Linked DNA regions of Mus musculus: all the other regions are linked to region 2. The links are chromatin contacts, called in public HiChIP or PLAC-seq and promoter capture Hi-C maps. All regions are on one chromosome and are shown on one strand. Each heading gives the region's core, a stretch centred on a gene start, on an enhancer-like site or on the middle of the called end of the contact. The rest is flanking DNA. Distances are from core to core; before and after follow the strand shown. Region 1 holds the start of Taf1d (TATA-box binding protein associated factor, RNA polymerase I, D). Region 2 holds the start of Endod1 (endonuclease domain containing 1). Region 3 holds the start of Med17 (mediator complex subunit 17). Region 4 holds the start of Mtmr2 (myotubularin related protein 2). Region 5 holds the start of Phxr4 (per-hexamer repeat gene 4). Region 6 holds the start of Panx1 (pannexin 1). Region 7 holds the start of Cep295 (centrosomal protein 295).

Evidence for each region. Promoter capture Hi-C pulls out the DNA fragments that hold promoters and counts their contacts. HiChIP or PLAC-seq counts read pairs in DNA pulled down with a chosen protein or histone mark. Capture Hi-C pulls out chosen DNA fragments and counts their contacts.
Region 1: a promoter capture Hi-C map of adipose tissue shows a contact between it and region 2, with 2.2 times the contacts expected there. The contact joins the promoter of Taf1d here to the promoter of Endod1 in region 2. A contact is called at or near these places in 3 of 39 promoter capture datasets (liver and pre-B cells), 1 of 115 datasets of contacts at active chromatin or transcription factors (bone marrow-derived macrophages) and 2 of 9 other capture datasets (adipose tissue and liver).
Region 3: a contact with region 2 is called in an H3K4me3 HiChIP or PLAC-seq map of bone marrow-derived macrophages, with 7 times the contacts expected there. The contact joins the promoter of Med17 here to the promoter of Endod1 in region 2. A contact is called at or near these places in 7 of 39 promoter capture datasets (the C10 cell line, the SN4741 cell line, hematopoietic stem and progenitor cells and 3 more), 1 of 484 Hi-C or Micro-C datasets (pre-B cells), 1 of 115 datasets of contacts at active chromatin or transcription factors (bone marrow-derived macrophages) and 1 of 9 other capture datasets (adipose tissue).
Region 4: a promoter capture Hi-C map of liver shows a contact between it and region 2, with 2.8 times the contacts expected there. The contact joins the promoter of Mtmr2 here to the promoter of Endod1 in region 2. A contact is called at or near these places in 9 of 39 promoter capture datasets (the C10 cell line, cranial neural crest, erythroid cells and 4 more), 6 of 115 datasets of contacts at active chromatin or transcription factors (astrocytes, bone marrow-derived macrophages, craniofacial prominence and 3 more) and 2 of 9 other capture datasets (adipose tissue and liver).
Region 5: an H3K27ac HiChIP or PLAC-seq map of microglia shows a contact between it and region 2, with 4 times the contacts expected there. The contact joins the promoter of Phxr4 here to the promoter of Endod1 in region 2.
Region 6: a promoter capture Hi-C map of adipose tissue shows a contact between it and region 2, with 2.9 times the contacts expected there. The contact joins the promoter of Panx1 here to the promoter of Endod1 in region 2. A contact is called at or near these places in 3 of 39 promoter capture datasets (hippocampal neurons, liver and pre-B cells) and 2 of 9 other capture datasets (adipose tissue and liver).
Region 7: a promoter capture Hi-C map of pre-B cells shows a contact between it and region 2, with 4 times the contacts expected there. The contact joins the promoter of Cep295 here to the promoter of Endod1 in region 2. A contact is called at or near these places in 2 of 39 promoter capture datasets (liver and pre-B cells) and 1 of 9 other capture datasets (adipose tissue).

What each region holds. Positions count from the first base shown.
Region 1 is chr9:15,304,304-15,307,881 of GRCm38.p6, reverse strand. Taf1d (TATA-box binding protein associated factor, RNA polymerase I, D) reads right to left here and starts at 1,668. Exons shown (of 7, transcript NM_029248.2): 1 at 1,599-1,668; 2 at 61-154. The coding sequence starts at 128. It overlaps 4931406C07Rik (RIKEN cDNA 4931406C07 gene), which reads left to right and starts at 1,715. Exons shown (of 9, transcript NM_001199485.1): 1 at 1,715-1,845.
Region 2 is chr9:14,379,832-14,383,344 of GRCm38.p6, reverse strand. It overlaps Endod1 (endonuclease domain containing 1), which reads left to right and starts at 2,103. Exons shown (of 2, transcript NM_028013.3): 1 at 2,103-2,674. The coding sequence starts at 2,375.
Region 3 is chr9:15,278,469-15,282,142 of GRCm38.p6, reverse strand. Med17 (mediator complex subunit 17) reads left to right here and starts at 2,237. Exons shown (of 12, transcript NM_144933.2): 1 at 2,237-2,593. The coding sequence starts at 2,350.
Region 4 is chr9:13,747,130-13,751,013 of GRCm38.p6, reverse strand. Mtmr2 (myotubularin related protein 2) reads right to left here and starts at 1,835. Exons shown (of 15, transcript NM_023858.4): 1 at 1,614-1,835. The coding sequence starts at 1,693. It overlaps Gm39291 (a long non-coding RNA gene), which reads left to right and starts at 1,812. Exons shown (of 3, transcript XR_870544.2): 1 at 1,812-2,192.
Region 5 is chr9:13,428,900-13,432,929 of GRCm38.p6, reverse strand. It overlaps Phxr4 (per-hexamer repeat gene 4), which reads right to left and starts at 1,569. Exons shown (of 1, transcript NR_028271.1): 1 at 179-1,569. The region is part of intron 1 of Maml2 (mastermind like transcriptional coactivator 2); the gene reads right to left.
Region 6 is chr9:15,043,698-15,047,448 of GRCm38.p6, reverse strand. It overlaps Panx1 (pannexin 1), which reads left to right and starts at 1,971. Exons shown (of 5, transcript NM_019482.2): 1 at 1,971-2,592. The coding sequence starts at 2,412.
Region 7 is chr9:15,355,868-15,359,588 of GRCm38.p6, reverse strand. It overlaps Cep295 (centrosomal protein 295), which reads left to right and starts at 1,801. Exons shown (of 27, transcript NM_176976.4): 1 at 1,801-1,963. The coding sequence starts at 1,846.

The sequences.
Region 1 (3,578 bases), core at 419-2,918, 920 kb before region 2:
CTCAAAAATAAATTGAACATTTGGACTGAATCTCTAGTTTACCCACAAAAGCTACCTTACCTTTGGTCTCCAGTATCTCCAGCTCTATCCGATGCCACACAGACAGAATTCACTTCTGATTGAGCCATCACTTTTCGCGGCCTTTCCCAATTTTCTGCAATCACAGATTTCAATGATGTACCAGCAGTCTAAGTTCAGCATACTCCTTCCCACTGTGTGAATTTCTGTAAAATCCCTATGGATAGTACATTTTATATCTACTTTAAAGCCTCTGAGTGGGCTTGTTTCCAGTATCCACATCGGGTTGCTCACAATCTCCTGTTAACTCCAGCTCCCTGTTAGTGATCTTTTGTCTTCCAGAGTACCCTCACACATATGGCATAGTTTTCTTTAAATATGTGAGTGAAAACAAGAAGCCACATTCCAATGCAGTTTGTTTTCTCACTAAATCTACCCCCAAAACCCGACATGGCTTTAACCACCACCTAGCCTCACAGTAGCATTTCTAATTCCAATCTGGGCTGCGAACTCGACACTGAAACAGAGTTCGGGTAGTTGGGATATGGCGATAGTGGCTCAAAAATCACTACTGATCAAATGGTCACAGGCCTGTAATCCTAACAACGTGTAAAAGAACCTTTAGATTATGGCTGAGACGATAGCCTAGCAGTTAAGTATACTGTCAATGGCCGGGCGTGGTGGCGCACGCCTTTAATCCCAGCACTCGGGAGGCAGAGGCAGGATTTCTGAGTTCGAGGCCAGCCTGGTCTAAAAAGTGAGTTCCTGGACAGCCAGGGCTATAAAGAGAAACCCTGTCTCGAAACCTCCCCCCCCAAAAAAGAAATGAATAGAATACTGTCAATGGACTAAGATGAGACTCCCAGAACTCACATGCCAGCCTAAAAATAGCTGTAAGCAGTCCTAAGAGATTCGATGTCCTCTTCTGGGCTCTGTGAGCACTGCGTGCACGTGGTGTAGAAATATTAGGCAGGCAAAACGGCCATATGTACTAAAGGAGAAAAGACTACAGTTTTCCTAGGCTACACAAAATCCTAGAACTAAAAATAATCACAACTTTCGAGGATAAGAAAAACAGGGTGACTACGACCTTAGATTGCAAAATGCCCGCTACATGAATTGCTTTTTTAAATTAACCCACCAAAACTGAAATTTAAGGTTGACCCGGTCGCCCCAACGATATGCCTGTGAGTAAATCAAAGATAATTCCTAGGAATCACTCCCACCTGTACGCTACTTTACAGTTCCGAGACTACAAGCTTTGGAGGCCACGTGGTGAGCTGCGTCGACTATGCGCCGTGGGCCCGCTGCAAGACCCTTTCGGAACGTAACCTAAGAGATGTGCGCAGGCAGCACGCGACCCCTTACACGGCACTAAAAACGCCCTCCAGGCCCAGAACACCTCGGCCTCTCCCAACAGCGACCCGGAGCCTCGTGCGGCCTGCGGATGGCGGGATTCCGGCCCGCTGCTCTGGCCCTACAAGAGCGCCGTTTCCGCGCGGACCGCAGCCCAAAGAACCCCGCCCTGCGGCCCCGTCGCCCGCAGCAGACCTGAGCGGCCACAGTGAACAACCGCTTACCTCTTCCGCCGCGTCGAAAAGAGCGCTCCCGGCGCCCAGCAGCCGGACTAGGACAAGGACGAAATCTCGCGTGAGTACACGTTGGTGGGCGTGGCTGTGCGTGTGGTGGGCGGGCCTCCGGGAGGGGCGGTACCCCGGCTCTCCCTTGGCCTAGAGCTATCAGAAAAGACTGGCAGGAGACTAAACCTGTGTTCGAACCTGAGTGGAAAGAAGGCCTTCCTGCAAGTGGGAGGACACTGCGGGCCAGGTGAGCGTCGATTTGTTGTGGTGACTGAGCCCGCAGTGTGCCAAGCTCTCTGTCAGACTAAGGGTGGCATGTGTTATGGATTTCTGTACTGTCCCTGTGTCCTCACTTGCCTCCTACTTTTTTTTTTTTTTTTTTTTGGTTTTCGAGACAGGGCTTCTCTGTGTAGCCCTGGCTGTCCTGGAAGGCACTTTGTAGACCCGGCTGGCCTCGAACTCAGAAATCCACCTGCCTCTGCCTCCCGAGTGCTGGGATTAAAGGCGTGCGCCACCACGCCCGGCACCTTCTACTTTTTGACCCCTGCACACACTGTCCAACAGTCTGTGGAATCCTGCAGCATTGACTCTGGCTTTGCACCCATGCAGGTCCACTAGGACTAAGTTGTAAGGGAACATTACAAACACCTTATTGAGTGCGTGACAAGATCTGTGGTGAGAGGGCAGATATTACTATCCCTTGAGTTCTCATAGACAAACACATTTCAAATGTAAAGTTGTTGGCCTAGAGATATAACTGGATTATAGAGAGCTTGCCTAGTGTACATGGCACCACGGAGAAAAAAAAATAAAAACAAAAAAAGCAAACAAAGACCTGTGTGTGTGGTTAGATCAGTATGAATATAGGGTCCTATGTGACTGAATGAACTATTTGCAAAGCTGTAAAGCCAGCCTTGTGCTTGAACCCTACTAGTCTAGTATATCGTAAAAGTGTGGTATATCATAAGTACCTAATAATTAGCAATATATTGTGTGCAATATATTTGGAAGAGAGAAGTCCCCTCTAGGTGGAAGATGGGCACTTCTCCTGGTGCTGCAGGATTATTCTGAAGTCTTCCTGGTGTCAGCCAAAGGGGCCATTTCTTCACTGCTGATTCAGCTTAGGGTGGGGTGCATTCTGGATTTACAGACCTGCCTTTGAGTTTGTTGTTGTTGCTGCTGTTGTTTGACACATGTCTCTTTATGTAGCCCTGACGATCCTGGAACTTGATTTGTAAACCAGGCTGGCTTTAACCTCACAGAGAACCTCTTGCCTTTACAGCCCTCTGCCTCCAGTGCTGGAGCTAAACATGTGCACCACCATGCCTGGCTTGAACCTGCTTTTGAATCCTGTTTCTGCCATGTAACAACTGAATGATCTTGAATAAATTTTGTTTCCTTTTCTGTACAGTAAGAAGTACAATATGTCTGTCATGGATTTGAGAATTTTGAGGGACTTTAAAGGGCCTGACAATTTCTGAATACAGGATGGCCTTAATCATGACACTCAGCATGATTGTCACCGTTAGCCTGTTGCTTTCCGTGTCGTTTCTCCCCCTGCACGTTTCTCTACCCTGTGTCTGAGCCATTGGCTCCCACCACTTACATCAGGAAAGTAAATATCTGCCTTCATCTGGCTGGAAGCTGTGCTGGAGCAGCTCTGACTATCGATGGAAACCATTCCCTTTGGCTCCTAATTCCAACTCCAACCTCTGCACACACGTGTTCTCCCCTGCCGTCATCTACACAAACGTACATTTCTAAACCAGTTATTCGGTCTGGAGAGTCCCATGGTTAGACTTTGTCTCTATTTTGGTAGGAATATAAAACAAACTGATTTTCTTTTAAGAAAGTAGAAAGTATAAAATTAGGGATATTGCTGGGCGGTGGTAGCACATGCCTTTAATCCCAGTACTCTGTGAGTTCGAGGCCAGCCTGGTCTACAGAATGAGTTCTACAGGACAGACAGGACTAGACAGA
Region 2 (3,513 bases), core at 854-3,353:
ATGGGGCAAGGTGGGAGTGGTCAGAGAGGAGAGCTGAGCGGGGTGGCTTCAGTGGTCCTATGATCAGCATGGGGCTGGCTTTATTCAAAGGCACAGGAAGAGTGATTGGAGAGTGAGGTAGAGGGACAGTCTTCCCATCTGCAACATAGAGTAGGAGGGAAGATGGAATAAAATCCACATTTGACAGATAAGGGCAAGCCCTAAGAGCTCATTCAGTGTGGTGGTAGGGTGCAATATCTGGGTATGGGGACAAGGGAAGCTCATCTTTGCAAATAACTTGGGCTAGAAACTGAAGCCACAGAAGTGTATGCTAATGTCATTGTCTTTGACATCAGCCACTGCCTCTTTCTCAGGCCTGAGTCAGAAGCTCTGGACTATGAGGGCTGCCTGCCTGTGAGCAGAGTCTGTGGAAAGGGAGAGCCTCAGGGTGACCAGGCAGACAGCAGGGACAGACTGGGAAGCATTCTTGAACATTCTTGATGCTTCTAAGACAGCCTTCCCCTGGAATGAGCGATCAGCAAATATCTGAATTAGCTCTAAGCCTTCCCACCCTGTAATTGTTTTTCCTCTGGAATCTTGAGATAAGGAAATTTTTAATTTTTTAAAATAAAATTCAAAATATTTATAATTTTATCCTTGGAAAGTAAACATGTGAGCAATCAAAAGCAAAATCAAAAACAGTGTCTTTTGCTATGAGCACAAGGAAGTCAAGTCGACAGTATTATCAACATTAGATGTTTATATCTGGCAGCAGCCCACAGGAGGCTTGGATAAAACTGAAGCCTACTGTGGGTCTGAGGCAGTGGGGCAGAGATATGTACACAGCTAGAGTCCTGGGTGTTAGAGCTGTCCACATTGACTCTCACTGACCTGACGCTCACCAAGGAAGCCAAGCTGATCTTCAAGCCCCAAGAACTTAGCTGTTTCTGTGCCCCCAACATGAGATCACAAGTCTGTGCCACCTTGCCCTGCTTTTCTTTTTAAACTCAGGTTCTGTGCATCAAACGCAAACAGATCCTCTTGCTTATATCTGGACCCCCGCTGCCAAGTTTGCGTGGCAGTCACTGTGACCATGAAGCCATCTCCCCAACCTGGTTATGGTAGAAAGATCCAAGCTTTCAGTGATGTTTTATTTATTTATTTTGTTTGTTTGTTTGTTTGTTGAAACGGTCTTGATTTGTAGTCCAGGCTGGTCTTAACCTCTGTCCCGGAATTACGAGCCTAAGTCGCCCTTCTCAGTTCCCTAACCTAATGTATACTGTTGCTCCAGACCTCAGTTTTATTTTTAAACTAAATTAATTACTTCAGTTTGAGTCAGGGTCCAAGAAGCCCATTCTGCCTTTGAACTCCTGGTCCCTGTGCACACCACCACAGCTAGTTATTTACTGGGAGTGGGAACCGGGGCTGGGCTTCTTAATCCTAGTCAATCACTCTGCTCACATCCCAGCCAGATTCCTCTGCTCTTTATTCCACCAGCCTGTCTCAAGTCCCTCCCACATTCTTTTCCCCTCTGGGAAAGTCCAGCTTGGGGCTGCCTTCCTCAGGGTGTCAGTTCAGATATCATCTTTTCAGGCCAACTTCCTTCACTGTATCCTAAAACCCTGTAGGAGTCACGCAGTGGATTAACACTGGGTTTTCAGTGATTCCGTAAACAGCATGTTTTGTTTGTTTGTTTGTTTGTTTGCTTGTTTTTTAATTAATACTAGGCTCACCAAACAGAGATCCTGCTCTTGTCGGTTATCACTCTACTAATTCAAGGTGGGGGTGTGCAGAGGCATGTGAGCAGTGGGATGAATACAGGGTGTTGGCTGTCTTGTTCCCTTCTGAGTTTCGGTTTGATATCTAATGCTCATACCAAGTAAACCACGGCCGGGCTGTGCTGTCTGCCTAAGAACTTCCTTTATCAGTATTTATTTATTTATTTATTTATTTATTTATTTATTTATTTATTTATTTATTTATTTATTTAGCAGGGTCTTACGGATCCCCCTGCCTCTACCAAAAACCCGGCTTTAACAGGGTTTCTTAACTGGGGTCTGATGCGGAAGGGTAGGCACCGTCTCCTCTGTGGACATCTCCCCATCCCGGAGGAACCTGGTGCACGCAAGGTCCGACTTCTCAGCGCCAGCCCTGGGGACAGCCCCTTGGGCTAAGCCAGTCCAGCGCGGAGGGGGAGCTCTGGCACACAGCAGCGCCGCGGCAGGTGTCCGGTCTCCAGGGGTGGGTGCAGCCGCAGAAAGCCGCGGCTGAGCACTGCAGCCATCTTCGGGGTGGAGGCGGAGAAGGGGCGCGGCCTTGGCCCAGAGCCGCCCCGCCAGAGAGGCTCACCGCGGACTTCCCTGCTCTAGCGGCGCCCGGCCGCGCAGAGGCCGCCATGGGCTGTGCGCGCTGGCTGGCGCTGGGCGGCCTCCTGGCCCTGGCAGGGCTGTTGCAGGCCCGGCTGCTGCTCCCGCAGCAAGCGGGCTTCGGCGAATGCGACCGTTTCTTCTACAAGGGGACCCCACCCGCCGGGCTGGCGACCGAAGCGCACGTGAGGATCTGTCAACGCTTCGCGGGCTCCGAGCGCTTCGCCACTCTGTACAGTCCTGGCCACCGCATCCCCGTGTTCTCCGCGTTTCGCGCTGCGCGCCCGGCGTCCCGCAGTGCCGAGCAGCGCGGGCTGCTGGAGCCGCAGGTAAGCAGGACTCGGGAGAACCGGGATCTGAAGTTCAGATCTACCCCCCAGCGTCTCCCCATCCCCAAACTGCAGCCTGCCTTGCCTGGGTGGGAGTCTCCACTTAAGCCGCAGGGGCGGGAGGTTCCCCGAGGAGATGGCCCTCCCTCCTCTTGGGCTCAGACGTCTGCAGTGTCTGGTTGGTTTCCTGGGTAGTAGAGAACATGAACTGGGAGACAGCCCTTGGTGGCCAAGACCGGGCAGATCCGCGGGAAGCACAAGCTTCCCAGGCCCGCCCACATCCCCTCAGCAACATTTGGGCGGTGGGCAAGTTCACCCCACTTTACAGGAAGCAGCTCCAGACAAGGAGGGGTGAAGGAGCTTGCAGAAGACCACCCAGCTGGTGAGATGAGTGAGCTGGTCTTGAGGCTAGAAAATCACTGCCCTTTCTGCTAGGGGAAAGCTTCTGACAGTGCAAGGACTTTGGGAAGCTCAGTGGGGGTAGTACCCACGCAGAAAGGACAAACCAGTTTTTCCTGAATCTTCGTATCTGTAGATTATCAGACCATTGCAATCAAGTGACCTTTCACAGTGTTGGGTCTGTCTGGCGGCAGGGATCAAACACCGAGAAAGCCTTCCATGGGCCATACAGAAACTGCTGACTGGCTCTCCTCTGCCAGGTCTCCGCAGTAAGACACCCTGTCCTGCCTCTCTGACTTCTCCCCAGCCTTCCAGCCCTGTGTGTCCCAGAGCCCTTGGTTCCTGCCGGCCACCAATACAAAGCTTCTGGCTTTCAGGTGTCTCCACCTGAAAGTATGGATTGTACCTTGGTCATATTTCCAGCTACCATTGGCCAGGCA
Region 3 (3,674 bases), core at 988-3,487, 900 kb before region 2:
ACAGCAGGGGTGGAACATAAACAGAATTCTCTTTCCATGTGGAGTCCCACACTGACAGGATGGACTCACTTCCTTGTTTGATTCAAATATCAAGACTAATGAAATCACATACCTACAAGGTGCTAATCATGATGTAAGGAAGGTTTCTAGAGAGATCAGGAGAGCTACTAGGCCTGTCTGAAAAAAATGGCCTGACAAAATAAGGAGAGACTGGCTTTACTAGTTCCTGCACGAGCTTTGAATTTCCCCCAGACATCAATGGAGCATTCGAGTGCTCTTGATTTATCAAATGTAGGATTAAAGGCCGCCTGCAGTCAAGCATCAGAAGTAGACTCAGGAGTTGGGAAGATGGCTCTGCAGTGCTTGCAGGTCTTCCAGAGGACCCAAGTCTATTCCCTGCCTCCCACATCAGGCAGCTCCCAACTGACTGTAACTACAGCGCCAGCAATTCCATGGCACCTACACGTGCATGGGAAGAACAGACACACGGAGACACACGTTTACCTGCAGACATTGGACTGCCAAGTGAAAGAATTGGTACTCTTCAGTGTTCAACTGGCTAAGTGCTCTCTGCTCTGCCCTGATGGAAACCCTGGGTAGGCAAGCTTGTTCTCCTCCGTGTCAGACAGCAATGAGTGGTGACAGTGTTGGGGGGCAGGGTGAGAGGTGCACTGTAGAGAAGTGTTTGAGAGCCAGGGCACCTGGTGGGCTGTTCCGACTCTAAACACTGGGCCCAACTAGGGTCACCCAGGAAGCATCTCCTCCAGGAGATGGAATCTCCAAAGCTTTAGTGGCTGCACCAGCACTACCAGCGGGATACAGGCCTGTGGACATTGTCAATAGTAAGTCAGAGGCTTCTGCAGGCTATAGATTCTTCAGCTGTCAGACAGCTATGCTAACGCCTCCATCTACACTTCATTGTGGGAAGCCAGGGCCCAAGGACTTGACAAATGATTTCTAGACAAGGCAAGGTTGTTCAGGAGCCCAAGATTAGACTCAAAGTGGTATCAAAGGCCAGCCTAGTCTACAGAGTGAGTTCCAAGACAGCCAGGGCTACACAGAGAAACTCTTAAAACAAACAAACAGAAAACGAAATGGCTGGACAGAAGTATAGGGGTTAGTACCTATCAAGCTGTGGGGCACTGTTGCCAACCAGCTAATGTTCCTTGCTTTTTCTGGTGCAGCCTGCAGGCTGAAAGTAAGAAAGGCCACTCAGTGAAAGACATTGCTGGACATGACATCCTAACACCATGAGGAAAGGAGAGTGCCTCTTGGTGGACCACCTGAGGAGTAGCCTGCTCATACAACCCAAGACGGGGTATTTGGGCCAATCACAGCCATTTGTTTGGCTAAACACCGGTGTCTTTTGTTTATATGTGTACATGTCTGTGAATGTGTGAGTGTATGCGTGTAAGGGTGGCTGCATGTCTGGAGAGATAGCATAGTCCTCCATTTATCATTAAGCCACCAGTCACAGGTCTGCACAAAGCCCTGGCCCAAGCTGTGCTTACTGGGCCAGGACAATCAGTTGCAATCTTTCGTGTAGGCATATCTGAGTGTTCTTGGAGTGTTTAAGACAGCTGGTGCAGTTTGGATGGTAGTCCTGCTAGCTGTTTGACTCGGTCTTCTTTGCTGGAGGCAGCTCCATCAACAGAGAGACTCAAACAGCTGCGAATTATAGTTAACTACCGTCGACAGTCTTTGTGAGTGCTTACATAAATGTAAAGCCCTTACGTACGTCTTCATCGTTAACTTCACGAATGTAAAGTCACCTAGGGGAAACACCTCTGGGAGTATGTTCCCAGAGAGGTTTAACTAGGAAGTGAAAACCTACCCGGAAAGTGAGTGGACTCATCCCACGGACGGGCTCCCAGACCGAATCAGCGGGAGTGCTGGTGTGTGTGCTGCGTGTCTCAAAAATCAAATAACTAACCAACTAACAAAAAAGCTGCGTGTCTCAATAACTAATCAACAAATTAATCAGGCCAGCAAGAAAGCTATTTCAAAAACCAAGCAACCAATTAAACAAACAAACAAACAAACAAACAAACTACAACGCCCAGCGTATCTACATAAACCCAGCCCACTCCACTTGCACTGCAGCGGCTGAGCCCGGTCAGCCGGAAGTTCCTGGCTCTCACGTGCAACCTACAGGAAATGTCCGGGCAGCTGGCCCTTCGCGCATGCTCATAGTGTTCCGCGAGACGCTGCGCGGAGGATTGTGGGGCAGCAGTGGGTAGTTTGCTTCCTCCCGGCCGCCGCGTCGGGCTTGCGGGAAGCTTGTTCCAGCCTTCCGTGTCGGTGCTGTACTCTGAGTCTCCGGCGAGTCGCCCTCAGGCCGCCGCCAGCATGTCGGGCGTGCGAGCCGTGCGCATCAGCATCGAGTCGGCCTGCGAGAAGCAGGTGCAGGAGGTGGGCCTTGATGGCACCGAGACGTACCTGCAGCCGCTGTCCATGTCGCAGAACCTGGCGCGCCTGGCACAGCGCATCGACTTCAGCCAGGGCTCTGGCTCTGAGGAGGAGGAGGCGGCAGGGCCTGACGGCGATGCGCCGGACTGGGGGGGCGCGGGAGCCGACCAGGACGACGAGGAGGGTGAGGCTTCGCCCTCGTTGCTGGTTCTATCCCAGGGTCTCCCCTAGGGTAAACTGTGTTTTGTGGTGGGTGGCCTTGAGAAGTATTGACAGCAGTGGGAAGGCCGACCCGGTCGGGACTCGGGGTCCTGTTCAGGCCAGGAGAAGAGGCATTCGCTTTTTTTTTTTTTTTTTTTTTTTTTTTTAATAAAGAACAGCTGAAAGCTTTTGGGGGTGATTTTAGGTGGAAACAGGTGATACTTAAAATGACCACTGAAACTTTGAGGTGAATGAATTACAAGAAAACAAAACTGAAGAGGGGGAGTTTGGAGAAGCAACCAGACTAGACTTTGGATTCTCCTTATTATCAAAAAAAACCAAAATTTGAAACCACAGTTTTCGATTTAGTGATGTGACAGAATCGGTTTAAGTGAGGATGTTCGTGTTTAGTGTGGTAATTCGCCAGGCAGAGGCAGTCAGATTAATGAAAAACATGAGCAAATAGACACCATCTCAATAAATAAAGAAAAATTTAAATGTAGTTTTCATAAATTTGACAGAAAGTTAAAACACCTGGGACTGAAGAGATGGCCCAGCAGTTAAGAGTACTGATTGCTCTTCCAGAGGTCCTGAGTTGAATTTCCAGCAACCACATGGTGGTTCACAACCATCTGTAATGGAATCCGATGCCCCCTTCTTTCTGGTGTGTCTGAAGACAGCGTCATTGTACTTACATCCATTAAATAAATAAATAAATCTTTTTTTTTTTTTTTTTTTTTAAATCTTAAACAAGCCCAACATTGTCATTATCCAGTGTTGGAAAGGCATGCCAGCTCAGTAGTTTTAAATGCAAAATTCTAAATGTGTATCACATTTGATCCATGAAATCCCCCACCCACAGAAAGAACTATAGAGCACAGGTATGTATTAAGATCCAGTACTGATGTCATTAGGAACATTTGACCTGTCTATTAAGGGACAGGCTTAAATGGCATGCCTCCTGGCTTCCAAATATCTTGTGGTGTGTGAAAGAGTGACTAGTTCCTGTATGCTGGGTTGAGATATGTCTCAGGAGGGAGGAGAGTTAGGCCTAAGATTAAAAG
Region 4 (3,884 bases), core at 586-3,085, 630 kb after region 2:
CAACAGGGCAATGCCAAGCAAGAGTCACCCATCAGTGTGCACCACAGTTGATTAGAAATTTCTGAACGTTGTATACAGAAAAAATAAATGGTCTTTTCAAGCCAAAAAATCAGATCTATATGACACAGAAGGCAAAGTTAAACCAACATCTCTAAAATGACTCTCATGTAATCCATCAAACCACACTTTTAGTAGAAGCTATACTTCCCAAGCCATTCCTCCAACTCTAACACTGTGTATAACCTTAAAAAGGGACCCTGAAATGAGTTATGTTTACTTTCATATTTATGTTACTCCCAGAAAATAATTATTCAAACACAGTATTTCAACTAAATTCATCTCATAATAGAAGCATTTGAGACCATTAGGGCTTTATCAACTTCAGTTATAAACTTGGAGTTTTTCCTAAACTGAGATAATCTCCACTCTCCAACAAGTAGAAATAATTCTCATAGCTAAACTCAACAGTAATTTAAGTGAGAGCTGAAGAGATGGCTCAGCAGTTGAGAGCACTTGCTACTTTGACAGAGGACCAGGGTTCAGTTCCCAGCATCCACAGGAGGGTCACACCGACCTGTCCTCCAGTTTAAGGGAATCTCACCTCCTGGACTCCTCCATGCCTGTGGTACACATGAACTCATGCAAGTACACACACACAAAGACACTTTTAAATAGTAATACGTTTATCAATCTACTGGGTGAAAGAAATTGTGTGATACATTGAGAAATATTAAAGATGATTTTGTAGAATGTATGAAAGCAAATAAGATAATTTATTTGAGCATCTGTAAACAAACAAACAACTTTGGAGTGACCGGGCAGAAAAAAGCTGAGCTATCATAATCAAACATTAATACTTGCTTGTAGTACTTTGTAGACAAACAAAACAAAACTTGAAATAATTTAGATAAACACTTAACACAGTAAGTGGAAATAACAGTCTACCTTGCCTGTACATTCGATTCATCTGTGGCTGTCTGCCTACATTAAGCTTAAAATTTAAACTGACAAGTTCTATAATAAAGCTGTTATCTACAGTTAATTGAAGAATGCTCCAAACAGACACCACATATAATGTATATTGTGATGGTAATGTCACTGATGTTTAAGCTGAGAAGCTGACTCTGAAGGCTTCGTCCCCTCTCCATTTCAAATCTAAGCACGCTTGTCTCAGTGTCCTCTAAAGCCTCTTGTCTGGTAATGGGCTGGTCCCCAAACTGTGATTAGAGCACAAGAATGAAAATGTCACGCCCTTGACAACTGAACTCCTGATAAAGTAAAAAACGCTGCGTCCTTAAACACAACTGGAGCAAAATCTAGGACCGGAAAATGAGCGGGAATTAGAGGGGCAGTGGCCATAAAGAAACTGTATTTTCACTTCTCGCACCAAAGGCCCAGAGGAGGAAGCAAGCACTGCTCTGCTGGGCTCTCCATACCCACGGGATGCCCGCGGCTTTTGCCCTCTTCGGGGTCCAGCCTCTCTAGGCCCAGGTCTCTCCTCCGCATGCCCCGGCCTCCCTCCCGCAGGAGCAGCCTCAGTCTCTCTTCCCGCACGCCCTGGCGTCTCCATCTACACTTGCTCCCGGCCTCCGTCCCCATACGCCCGGCCTCACCTGGACAGTGAGTCCTCGCTGGGCAGCCTTGCCGCCGGGAGCTGCGCGCCGAGACTCTCGCAGCTGGAGCTCTTCTCCATGGCGCGAGAAACTGGAGGCCGCTGCGCCCTCCGCGGCCGCCGGCGCGAGATGCAGAGGGAGGAGCGCACGGGGCCGCAGCCGCGGTCAGCCCCGCGCCAGGCAGGCTCCGAGACCGGAAGCGGCCATGTTCCCCCAGCCTGCACTGCGCGCGGGGGCTGTCGGGAGTCGGGCCCCGTGGCGCTACAAAGCGGAGCGATGCGCATGCGCCTGGCCGCCCAGTGAGAGTCAGCTAACAGGAAAATCTCCAGAAGGAAGAGGACACTAGTATGTCAGAGAAAACACAAGATGTGACGGCTTGGGAGAGGTGGACTCGAGGAAAATGAGAGGAATGTGGGCGGCCTGTGGGATGAGGGGGTGAGGTATTTAAGGGTGAGGTTAGAAGTAGTGATGTGAGATCATACGTGATGTGAGAACCCATTTTGTAACGGTAACAGTGAAGCTAAGCAGACTGATCCCACGGCCTCCAGTTACCTTGCATTTACATCTGCTTCCTTCTGTGTAAGTATATTAACCTCACAGAATAACTATTGATAAATATAAAACGCCTAAAGCAATGCCTGCTTAAGCACTCAGACAGTAGTCAATATATAAACAACCTAACAAACTTAATAAATGGTAACTGTTAATGAAAGAAAACTAAAGGATGACAGACCACTAACAAGTGGTTTGTAGGAGAAAGATAGTAACAGCTACCCTGAATGGGGAGGGGAAGGGAAATTTCCATCTCTGAACAGCGTTATACAAAGGAAAGTGAGAATGGAGTTGAATTTTCAGGCCTCCAGTGACAAAAGTATGGGTTAAAGTGGCTTGAAAGTGTGTCTGTAGCTGATAAGCACATTGACACCAACCTATAAGGCATAGTAAGTATTGAAGTGAGAATGAGGGAGAAGCTGCTAAAATCACAAAAAGAATTAGACAAAAACACTACTGAATGTCATGATGTAACATGGAGAACAGACTTACCTCCGGTGTGCTGCTTCATATTCCCTTACAAAGCAGGAAGGGAGTGTGGAGATGGAATGTGATAAAGGAACAGAAACTGGGTAAAGAGGGAATGTTAATACCCGTGACTTTCTGTTACTCAGGACACAGGAAGGAAAGTACTGGAGGAATTTCTCTAATTGTGACTCTGCCTTAAACACCTCACACGTCTGGAAAGCAAAAACACAAAGATTATTTCTGTAAATAAAAGAAACTTTTAAAAAAATCCTGCTAGGATAAATATAATTGTGTTCTTACAAACTAGATTTAATTTAAAACTTGGTTTTAAAACACAATCATAATTTATAGAACCAAGGAAATAATTTGTGTACTAGCTTTCCTTTACAGTATTCCCAATGAAAGATTTATTTTGGCTGATGGTTTCAAAGATTCCAGTCCATGGTCACTTGGCTCCATTGTTTTTTGAGCCTGTGATAAAACAGAAAAGCAGAGCTGGGAACACGTGATAGAAAAATCTGTTCATCTCCAGGTGACCAGGATAAATGATAAGCAATTATTTTCATCTCTGAAATTTTTCAAGAGATTTTAATTGCACCTCTCTGATAGCCCAGGAAAATAAATAGTGAAATGAAACACTTTGACAAACACAAATATCTGTAAGATTCACGATAGAATGCATCTATTGCTTCTCTTTCTCTATCAGACTTTTTAAATGCTAATGATCGCCTAACACTTCAACTTGTGTCTTCCCAACTATGAATGTTGAAGAAGAATGAACCCTTAAATGAAAGACCCATTTCTAGCACTGTATTGGTTATTACAAACCTGGCTTCCTGGTAATATAACTTGTGCATGACCCTCTCTAGTTATTATGGAACAGTATCAAATGGAGAGGGGTTGCAACCAGAAAAGTCTGCATTGCAATCCTGATTCTGTCACTAAACTTACTTTGAATGTTTGTTGTTCATCTCTGACAACTGAACAGGTTGTTTTTCTTAACAGTCAGTTGCACAGGAAGTTCTTAGTAAATAGATCTGTTGTTATTGTTGGTTTTCTTCCCCAAGCACTCTAGCTCTACATCTAACCGGAATGAAGAAGAATAAAAAAGCAAAGAATAATTTCAGATGAAGTTTAAATCACTGCATTATTTATCTCACGCATTGCTTGTTATGTCATAAAGCCAGGAAATATGAACCTAAGACTTTTTTACACCCCAGATGCCTCATTTTTTTAAGAATACTTCAGCAT
Region 5 (4,030 bases), core at 320-2,819, 950 kb after region 2:
TTCCTTCTTTCTTTCTTTTGCGATTTTGAAGTAGAGTCTCACTGTATAGTTTTGGGTATCCGGAAACTTTGTAAACCAGGCTGGCCTAGAACTCAGAGATCTGTGCCTCCTAATTGTTGAGATTAAAGGCATGTGTCACCATGTCCTGTGGGTTTTATTTTCCTAAAATGTTTGGGTTTTTTTTTTTTTTTATATTTGGTGTGTTCAGATAATACCCATTTGTCCTGCTAGTCTAATCTCTGTGTCTTTAGCCATGTGCCTTATTTCTGTGCAACTTTTAGAGGATTCCACTGGCCTGACACTTCATTGCTCACCAGAACACAAGCTGACGCTGGTTCAGAAAAGTGCAAGGGAAAGTGCAAGGAAAGGCAATTCCTCTGCTAGTTTTCAGGTCTGGGGAAAACGGGATTTACTGCTAAGAAGAGAAGGGAAGAATGAAAAATTACATGAAGTTAAGATGGGTGATGTCTATAATGGAGGAACAGGGGCTTCTGGAGAACACAGTGAGACCCTAGTTCAAAATTACAACAAAGAAAAGAAACAAAAAAGGAAGAAAGGAAGGAAGGAAGAAAGATGGACAGACAGACAAAAGCAGAGAGAGATGAAATACTAGAATATCGGACTGGGCCTTTGAGCACTGGGCACCTTGAGGTGATGCTATGACTGTGGACGAGGAGATCGTAGGTTGAATGTTGTAAGGATTTCTTTTGGCAGTGTTTATCTGGGCTGAAGATGGCCAAAGTTGGGAAGAAGAAAGGCCTAGGCAAGATGGGAAAGTGTGAAGGGACACAAACATGATAGCTAGGACAAAGGTCACCAAAGCAAGGGAGCTGCAACTGCACATTTCATGGATGGCATGGGGGTGCAGGCAGCTTGCGAGGTTATAAGAAAGTCTGGCGAAGCCCAAAACAATTAGAAAATGATATCCACATCAACCTACTTCTGTTCCCTGGCTTCTTAATGCCCTTTCTCTCTTGTTTTGGCTTTGATGTCAGAAGTGGGCTGTGAGAGGCTGGATCCAAGTAGTGGGCCTGGAGGCGATGCCAGAAATGCCCTGCTAAATGCACCGGGGAGAGGCTGATGGCACTGGCACTGGCACTGGCACTGGCACTGGCACTGCAGGGTGTGTTAATGAGCAACCCAGGGGCTGGGAGGTGGCTCAGTGGGTAGCATACTTGCCATGAAGACAACTAGCATGCCCATAGAAAAACTGGGTATGACACAAGTATCTATACCAAAACCTGCTTTAAATAACAAGGTAGAAAAGGATTTGGGAAGAAGACACCTGAGGTGGAGGGCTGTTGTCCATATGTGTGCATATGTGCACACATGTACATATACACACAATACATGTACACACATACACACAGAGAAACACACACACAAACACACACCACAAACATATATACATAGCATCTTATTTAGGGTTTTTATTGTTGTGAAGAGACACCATGACCACAGCAACTCTTATAAAGGAAAGCTTATCATTAGGGCTGGTTTACATTTTCAGAGGTTTAGTCCGTTGACATGGTAGGTAGCACTTGGGCAGACATGATGCTGGAGAAGGGGCTGAGAATTCTATGTGTTGATCAGCAGGCAGAGGAGACAGTGGAGACTGTGATCCATACTGGATGGAACTTGAGCATATGAGACTTCAAAGTATGCCCCCTGCAGTGACACACTTCCTCCAACAAGGCCACACCTCCTAATAGTGCTACTCTGTATGATCATCCGAGTACATGAATCTATGAGGCCCATACCTACTCATATCACCACACATATCCACACATACCCACAGATACACACAGATAAACATACACACACAACACACATACCCATACATACATATGCATATATTCACCCACACACATACACACAGCACACACATATATATATACACACACACACACAAACACAAACATACACACACATGCATATACACACAAACACACTGGCACATAGACAGTCAGACACATAAATACATGGCAATCAAACTCTGAAGTCTACCATATACCTTTGAGGAATCTATCTTGAAGCTCCTTGCCACCATTCCAGGCTCCCAGGGGAGTCATCCAATCAGCTGAGACTGTCCCAGGGACTGCCTTACTTAAGAAATTGCTGCCTTCCTTTTGTCAGAGGGTCTCAACACACAGATATGAATTCAGAGAGTGAAGGAGAGGATGGGATATGCAGTTTGGGGCTAGGTTAAGATAAATACCAGTTCCTAATTCTGTTTCCAGTTCACTATTTTCTTTGAGAGCAATGGAAGGAAAGCTATGTTCTTCATAGGGAATCACCATTGCACTGGAGCCTGGAGGTGAAGCAGACCACGGAACAGGGTGTGAGAACATTTATTTACAATGGAAAGAGTTTTAGTGCACACAGCGCAAAGGCTGGAAGGGAAGTCAGCAAAAGCAAGATAAGAGACTGGAGAAAGGGAGGATCTCTGTATCAGGTGACATCATAAGAGGGTTCACGACCCCAGAGGCTTTGACTATTGAGTCAGACAGGAAGAGGGCCGGTGATGACTGCTAAAAGTCCAGCAGGACATTTTCATAGACTCAGTGGAAAACATCGACAGCGGTGTCAGGCTTGACTTAGTTCTTAGATCAGTTGTTGCCACTGGGATTTTGGACATCTTATTGAAACCACTAAGCCTCAGTTTCCTTATCTGTACAATGGGAACAAATAGTCACTCTATCAGATTATTTTGAAGATATAATGTTCAACTGCTTAGCTCATTTCTGGCCAACACTCATAATTGTTAATATTTATTATAACTATCTTTATGCTTTTCAATGAACCTCTTTGCATAATGGATTTTAATATCAACTGATTAAAGGTGTGTGTGTGTGGTGTGTGTGTGTGGGGGGGTAGGATCCCTGTATACTTATAGTTGGCTGGCAAATATAAATAATAATAGAAACAAGTAACTCACACATCAATTATGAACTGCCAACTAGGTGGTGGACACCTGAAATTCCAGACCATGGAGGCAGAATCAGGGCATTGTCACAAGCCTGAGAGTAGCCTCTTACACAGCAAGTTCACAGTTCAAAAGTCCATAAACAAATAAAGCACTCACTTTCCTAGTAAGAAAACAAATGTTTCTCTTCTATTATTACACCTACAATTTGCTTTTTGTCAACAAGATTGGAACAGTAGAGAAAGTGGGTGGGGCAGAAAGGACTTGAAATTGGGAGCCCACAGAGTAGCATGGGGCCAGAGAAAGAGGGCTTCTTCGCATGTTTACCCAATGTGCCTGCCCCTCCCCCCCTTGTCCCAGCTCTGTGAGTGACTTCCTTGAGGCTGTTGATAGATGTGTTAAAGCAGAACTCCTCTTGGGACTTGGATGATCTGTGGTGAATTGACTTGAACAAACACAATACTACTCAGGATTATTCCCGGCATTTTATAGGGATACATATATAACAAGTGTTCCTTATGAATGTGTGTTTATCCAACTGGTTCTTACATGATGCATATTGTAAGTGCTCTAAATTGATTTACAGCTTACACACTATAGCAGAGGATGTAGGACTGAATCAAAAGTGGGACAAATTATCCAGTCCCTTTGTGAATCATGTTTCTTGGACTCCCGCTTAGATAATACACTTGGGTGCTAACACTTCTACTTACACAGATTAATAACTCTGTCAGAGAAAATCTAAGTGCAGCTACGATTCACACATTTTTACAATTATTACCACCTGCCAACATGTATAACTTTGCAAGTCCTTGTTGGCTACAAACATCAAAAAGCCATTGTAACCCCATTCCTTTTACCTTGCAGCCTTTATTTAGGTTTAAAAAGTACCTTTAGTGGTCTGTACAAGGAAATATGCATGTACTTTCTCATGTGCTTCCTCATTCAATCCTTATAATAGCCCCATGAGGTATTTTTATTACTAAGCCCTTTTTATCCAGGTAGGGTATGGATCTGTTCTGATGCTGTCAGCTCATGGTGTTGTCTAGTGCAGTAACAGTTTCTCCATGTGCCCATATTGACTGTGAATAACAAAGAGAAGAC
Region 6 (3,751 bases), core at 722-3,221, 660 kb before region 2:
TTAGGCACTGGGCTCATGGCTTTTACCTTCTGTTTTCCTCCCAGGAATGTTGGCTCAAGCCAGAGATTTTTTTTTTTTTTGTCTGATTTTTTTTGAGTAAGGAAAATGGTTCCCTCAGCTCTCATACCCAGCTCTTGTACCCATTTGTTTCTACCATCGGTCGGAGGCTTTCTTTACTTCTCCTGCACACCTTGGAAGCCTCATTGCTTCAGCTCTCCTTCCACGCCCCTCCACACACTGTTGAAGAGCAAGGGCTTTAAAGCCCAACTCTGTACAGCACTTCCCTCTGCCACTCCCTACAAGTTCAGACTATGCTCCGGCCCCACCTTCCATCATTGACCCCACACCAGTGCCAGGCGTCTCTTCTTCCCAGTTCCCAACAGCTTCTCTTTATTCTCTCTTAAGCTCATCAGTCTTTGACTGATGTTTTAATGAACGAACAAAACTGCCAGGGTGGGGGAAGTTTATAAAACTACTGCGAGACCCAACCGAGAGCCTCAGAAGTCCATGTGTGATCACTGAACAGATACGCAACCCACTATCACCGGCCCGGCCCAGAGTGAGCTGGGTGTTAGAGAACTGGGGGCACCAAGAGAGTGCCTGACTCATCCCAACTAGGGGAGGGGTCATGCGAGGCTTCTCAAAGGGGCCATTTCTCCTCTTGGATGAGTTGATCTTGGCAGAAAGAGAAGAGAAACTGCGTGTGTGACTTACTGGTTCCTAGAAAATACTCAGGACAGTTCTGCCTGCCCCAAACAGACTCGTCCCCTCAGGCTGTGAAACCCAGTGTCACCTCAATCCCATGCCACATGCCTTTCGAGGAACAGACAGGAGTGGGAACTGGGTCACTTAAAAACCACTCAAGGTGAAAGAGATTCACTTAGGACCGTCTGAGTAAAATTAATTAAAGCATGCAAGTACCACTTTTATCTCCCAGCACTCCATAGCCATCTGGAGAAAGATTAGGAGGGTCTGGAGGATGCCTTCCTGTAAGCAGTTAGGGATGGGTGGGTAAATTGGGTGCTGGTTGCTGGCTGTGCAGGTGGGGAACGGTCAAGTCTGCCATATTTAGAAAAGAGAAGCACATCAATTCAGAATTGGTTGGCACAGCTGTCAAGAGTGATGGAAACTCTAAAAATGGAGTACCCGGCTTCTACTTTGGGTGCCAGCACCAACAACAATGGTTTGGGAAAGGTAGAAGACAGTAGTTGAGGTCTGAGAAAGGATTGTGTGAAGCATTGTCAGCACAGGACTGCGAAGGTCTCTGATGGTCTTTAGAGGTCCAGTATGTGGGCCTTGGAGTTACCCTACTCAGACCCCGCTGATGTACACAGCCCAGGGAAGGCGTCTATGCTTGGCACATTCACCTTCCAAGGCCGTTTGCCGTAAATGGTTGGAACATTTCTTGGATGCTTCATTGTCTACTGTAGGTGAGGTATTCAGAAGGAGCTCACCAACACCACATACACAGCAGTTGGCGCCTCAGGAACCATGACTACTGCTTTAGACAGGAAGGTAGAGGAAAGGGCAAAGGGCTGGGCATGCCCTCCCCTTACAGAACTCTGGAAAGATGCAGGCCCTCTCTACAATATACTTTCGGTCATCACCGCAAGATTATCTCGACCTTTTTCTGACACCCGTTGTTTTTGAAGGTTTTTTTTTTTGTTGTTGTTGTTGTTGTTGTTTTGTTTTGAACAGAACCCGGATTGCACCCTGGAGTGTGGCGCTGTGGTTGAAGCGCTTGTCTAGCGTGCAGAGTTGCACAAGACATTGGTTCATCTTCAGCATCAACGCTCTCAATGGTGGACAAGGCTTAGAAAGGGGCTAGCTCGTGCTCCGGGGAGGGAGGCTGTCAGCAGAAAGGAGTGCAAAACCACACACACACGGCTCTAGGGTCTTGTGCAGCCGCGCCCACCTCGCCCGCGTCAGCGCGCTTCCGGAAACTGCTCGCCCCTGGGAACCCGGTTTTCCCCGCGTAGGTTCCGGAAGAGCTCGGTTCTGTAGCCGAGCGCGCAGGGCGGGCGCGGGCAGCTGTAGCGAAGAGCTTTGTTCCCGGCACGTTGTTGCCCCTGCGCGCTCGGAGTGGCCGGAGGGAGTCCTGGTGTCGCGCGCGCCGGGCCCGCGGGGGCTTAGCACGGGAGTGATTGCTACCGCCGGAGCTCCGGGGCTCGTGCACCCTGCGTTGCTTGGGGCGGTCCCAGGCAGCTGCAGCTCCCGTGCGGTCCCTGCGGGGTAGGTGCAGCGACAGCCAAGGCGGTACAATGCTGGGCCCGCCCGGGAGCCCGGGAAGGGAAAGCGGAAGCCGCGCGCCCGGTCGGTGACCGCGCGGATTCGGCGTCTCGCCCCGGCTGCCGGCAGCACCGGCGCCTGCCCTCGGCTGCCCGTCCCGCGGCACCCGGTGCGCCTTGACCATGGCCATCGCCCACTTGGCCACGGAGTATGTGTTCTCGGACTTCTTGCTGAAGGAGCCCACCGAGCCCAAGTTCAAGGGGCTGCGACTGGAGCTGGCGGTGGACAAGATGGTCACATGTATTGCCGTGGGTCTACCTCTGCTGCTCATCTCGCTGGCCTTCGCTCAGGAGATCTCCATCGGTGAGGCCAGGGGCGCAGGGGCAGTCTGGGCTAGGCTGGCATTGTCTGAGGTTGGTTGCTGAGAAATTTCACCGCACGCAGCTGGCATTTCCGCACGCCCCTCCTAATGTAGCGATTCTGAAGCATTATTCGTCCATGTGTAACCTGGGTACCTCTGTTGACTTTCCTAGTATCCTCTTTCCAGTTCCTTTGTCTCCTGCGCCTCATTATTGTGGCTTGGAGTTACATTCAGCCTGTTGCTGCGAGACGTGCCAAAAACTGCTCTCCCTACTCCTCTCTCCAGTAATTGTACAGTCACCTATAATTTCCTGAGTGGGTCCAGGGAGGATGTAAAGACAAGCGTTCCACATACAGGGTGCTGTTTCACTGTCTTGCCTTTAAATGATACTTGAGTTCTGTCTTAGGGTTATGTGTGCTGGGGATTAACTGCCCCTGGAGGCAGGAGACGTCCTCAACCTAAGCCTTGCAATGAATGAAAGATGAAGAAATGACCCAATCCCCTTCATATAAGCTCTCATTTCGCCCTAATAGTTTAGTGCAATTCCAAAGGCTAGCGTTGTGGGCAAGATCATGATGCAGAGTGAGTGGTCCTATTTATCCTAACTTTTATAACCTGAGTGAGGGTGTGAATTGCAGCTAAGTAGCATAGCAGGTGGGGCAGGACCTGGAGGAACACCTGTGTCAGGTGTGGGTAGCCCCAGATGAGACTGTTCAAGATTTTGAGATGAGACTTACATGTTCCCCGAAAGGAAGCTCAAAGCGCTGTGTCAGCCAAGAGTAGAGGGCTTCCTCTGGGAAGCTGAGGGTATATGGGCCTGGGTCAGATTACTACAGAAAGCACATGCTCACTCACCTGGGATTGGGAGGCTGTTGACAGACAGGCTGACAGCAGCATTCAGTGAGTCATAGTGAGGGCACATAGCTTCTGGATGTAGGAGGGGCTTCTGGATGTAGGAGGGGCTTCTGGATGTAGGAGGGGCTTCTGGATGTAGGAGGGGCTTCTGGATGTAGGAGGGGCTTCTGGATGTAGGAGGGGCTTCTGGATGTAGGAGGGGCTTCTGGATGTAGGAGGAGGGGAGAGCTGGACCTGCCCTGGGGCATGCAGGTGAGAGGGCTTCTGCATGGATGAGGGGTGAGCGGAGGAAGGAAGATGGGTCCC
Region 7 (3,721 bases), core at 552-3,051, 980 kb before region 2:
CCTGGTCTTGGCCATACCTCTGTGACCTGGGGTGCTGGGTCTGTATCAAACGGCAAAGTTCTTAAGAAAGAAGCCTAAGCAGATAATCTTATACTTTTAAAAAATATGCAAACTGCCTTCACATGCCTTAATCGTTGGGTCTCCATGGACCATGGGAAGAGGGCAGGCCAAGTATAACTAAGGACACCACAGTGGATTAAGCTGCCCACAGCATCTCTCATAGAGATAACTTCCTCCTAACTTGAATTGGGCTGGCCCTCGTATATAACCAATAAAATGCGGCAATTTTTTAAAAATTTTATTTTTATTGAATATTTTCTTTAAATTTCCAATGTTATCTCCTTTCCCAGTCCTCCCACCCCCGAAAACCCCTATCTCATCCTCCATCCCCCTGCTTCTATGAGAGTGTTCCCCCACAATGTATAGGCTGACACTCTCTCACCCTACTGAGCTTGCTCTGATCCCTCCTGGTTTCCTATTCAAAACAGAACATGTCTCAAGCTCAGATTTCCACTTGAGTACTTTCTGCCCAAGACGCCAGCTGGGTAGAGCTGTCCAGTCATCAGGTCAGCAAATGACAGAGGGGTGTCAGGCAACTGAACCAAAAGTGCTTGCTACACCTCTTCTTCCAGACTTGCGACCAAGTGAACATGCCTCTGCTGGGAATGGTGCATGAGTTTAATGCAGATGGATCTCCTTATGGCAAGGCCTGAGGAGTTGGGTCCCCACATGGCAAAGACCTATGGGATATTGGAACAGAATCTCCTGGCCTTTCCCCAAGGAATGCTTGGTTCGCTTTTGCCTTGCATTTGTGTGTTTGACTTTGTTATTGGAAGTATTTGCTTTTACTTTGTTTGTGACAGATGTTTCTCTAGAATCAGAAAGTTTGGACTGTGATTCATTCCTATTTGTCTCTGAGGCCATGAAAGTGGAATAGACCACTACTCCTGTGTTTGTTAATAATGATGCGGTTGGTCAACAAGAGGGCCTAGTCTGTGTACACCAGCTAACATCCAGATGTTCTCTCCTTATGGTTACTTAGTTCCAACAATTTGCCCTACAGTGCTGTTCCAAACAATAGTTACATGGGTATTAAAAGCTTAAGAAGGTCTTTCTGGATTGTTGGTTCCAAGACTTAACAGGAATATTCAGAGGTTACACCAAGCAAGGATGAGCAACTGACTCGGTTTACTAATTTGCCCTGGGCACTAGAGGAATGAGATTTCCTAAGGGGACAGGCTAGGTGTCAATAATTAAATCAGAATTTCTCGGGTATGTAGTTTATCGCCTCTCTGTACTGTATCCTCAATTGGTTATGTATCAATGTGCTGGGTTAGATATTAGCCACGTGCTCAATCTATATTTCATCTTTCTTGATACTGTTCATGGGTTAGCAGGAAACCGTGGCGACTGAGAAGGAAGTACAGTGTGCACTTGGTTGAACATAGGAAGTTCTTAAAAGAGACGTGGAAAACTAGATGTATAAATAAAGGTAGTCTGAGTTGTCTCGGTGTCAGAGTATAGTATGTGAACTGCACTTCCTGGTCCAAGTCTTCCGCCGATTCCACACATCCTCCTTCATGTTCTGAACCCGACCCAGGATTGACTGCCGGCGACAAAACACCACAGAGCAAGTGGGACAAGACCCTGACAGTTGAGAGGGATAATGGCCCGTTGCGCAAGCTGCGCGTGCGTGCGTGCGTGCGTGCACGTGGGCGGGGCTGCGCGTGCGCCGAGCTGGAGGTGGGCGGGGGCTTGGCACGGCGCGGCCTTCCGGGCGGCCCCTGCGGAGGCGGTCCTAAGCTGGTTCCCGCCGTCCGATCCCGCCATTGGCGGGCCGTTTGAATGACGGAAGTGACGAGAGCCGGGTCATGGCTGTCCCGCAGGTACCCAAACGGCTGCTGGGTAGCCGGCCGGGTGCGGGTGCCTGTGTGTCGTGAGGCCAGACCACACACGCTGTCAGGTGAGTGACGGAGGCCCGCCAGGGTTCTTCTGGCTGGCCGCGAGCAGGCTGGCGAACCTTCCGGCCCTTTAAACCGCCCCGAGGCCGGCCCTACAGAGAGCTCGGCCTTTCTGAGGCATCCGCCACCCGTAGCTCTTCTGGTACTCTTCCTACACTCAAGCTATGAAAAAAATGGCAGTCTCATTCGAGAGTGTTAGTTCACCCTGTAATCCCAGCACATGCAAGGCAGTGCTGAGGCAGGAGAAATGCCTCGTGTTCAAGACCAGCCTAGGCAATAAACCCTACAGCAGCGAATGGTTGTCGTCAGTCTTACATTAGAATGTGTTCGGCGGTTGGGTAGTAATTAAGCCACACGTACATATAGTACAGCCACGTGTGGTGGCTATTACCCCCTTACACGGAATAAAGTTAACAAGGCCCAAGGGATTTGAAACTTGGCTTCTGCCTTTTGCTAATGAATGGCTCTTGCATCCACATCTATTAATTTTTTGGTTACTGTGTGTCAGATACTGCCTAATCCTTAGAAGGAAATCTATCAAGATAAGCCCTACTGTGTCCATCATTATTGGACACTTAAAACACAGAACTTGAAGAGTCCACATGGGTAGAAATGACTAGTGAACAAGCCAGGTAACAGGATTCTACTTAATAGATGCAGGAGGAATACTTGTCTCCTATGGAGGACAACTTAAAATGTTCCTCTCTTGGAGCCTCAACCATCCTCAGGAGTATTTTCTTAAGAATTCAGTGGAGTGTATTGGAAAAGGCTTTTTTTGTTTTGTTTTGTTTTCCGAGACAGGGTTTCTCTGTGTAGCCCTGGCTGTCCTGGAACTCACTCTGTAGACCAGGCTGGCCTCAAACTCAGAAATCCACCTGCCTCTGCCTCCCGAGTGCGGAAAAGGTTTTCAATTCAAGCAATTACTACTGTTTGACATTTGTTCTTCGATGAAGTCATGACTGGGTCTGCCATGTAGTACTGTATATGGATTAGTCACTTTCTCGTTCAGTCCACGCTGAATTATTTATAAGATGCAAGACAGTTTTTTAGACAAAAGAGATGAGGTGATGAATAAGATCATACTTGTCCTGACCACAATTGTGATAAAGAATTCTCTGTGAAAAGGAATGGTTTCAAGCTGGGCATGGTGGCGCACGCCTTTAATCCCAGCACTCGGGAGGCAGAGGCAGGCGGATTTCTGAGTTTGAGGCCAGCCTAGTCTACAGAGTGAGTTCCAGGACAGCCAGGGCTATACAGAGAAACCCTGTCTCAAAAAAAGAAAAAAAAAGGGGGTGGGGGTGTAGTTTCTACCAGGTGACCCAAGCAGCTCATTGAAACAGTATTTTTAAGTTGTTATATTTGAGCATTAAGAGTTTTTAAAACTATAGCTACTATCACTCAGTTATTAAGACCCTGTCTACAAAAGACGAGTAATAATGAAAAGCTAAAGGAAAAGCTATCCCTATATGAATATAAATAGTCTCTAGTCTAGGTGAGATGCATATGTGAAGGTCATTCATAGAGGACAGCTCCTTAGCAGCATCTGAGCTCAAGCTAGCAGTAAATATCCAGTAATACATTTGCCTGCCTCATCACTGTAAAGAGACCAGGGAGATGTGCACTCATCTCAGTTAAGATCGTGGCATGCTGTGCTAGGAACAGGTTGATAGCAGAATTACTTGGAAAGAGTTTCAAATGACACCAGTTTTCACAGAGCACATTCCTCTAGATAGGAGCATGTTAAAGAAAACTCTTAAGTT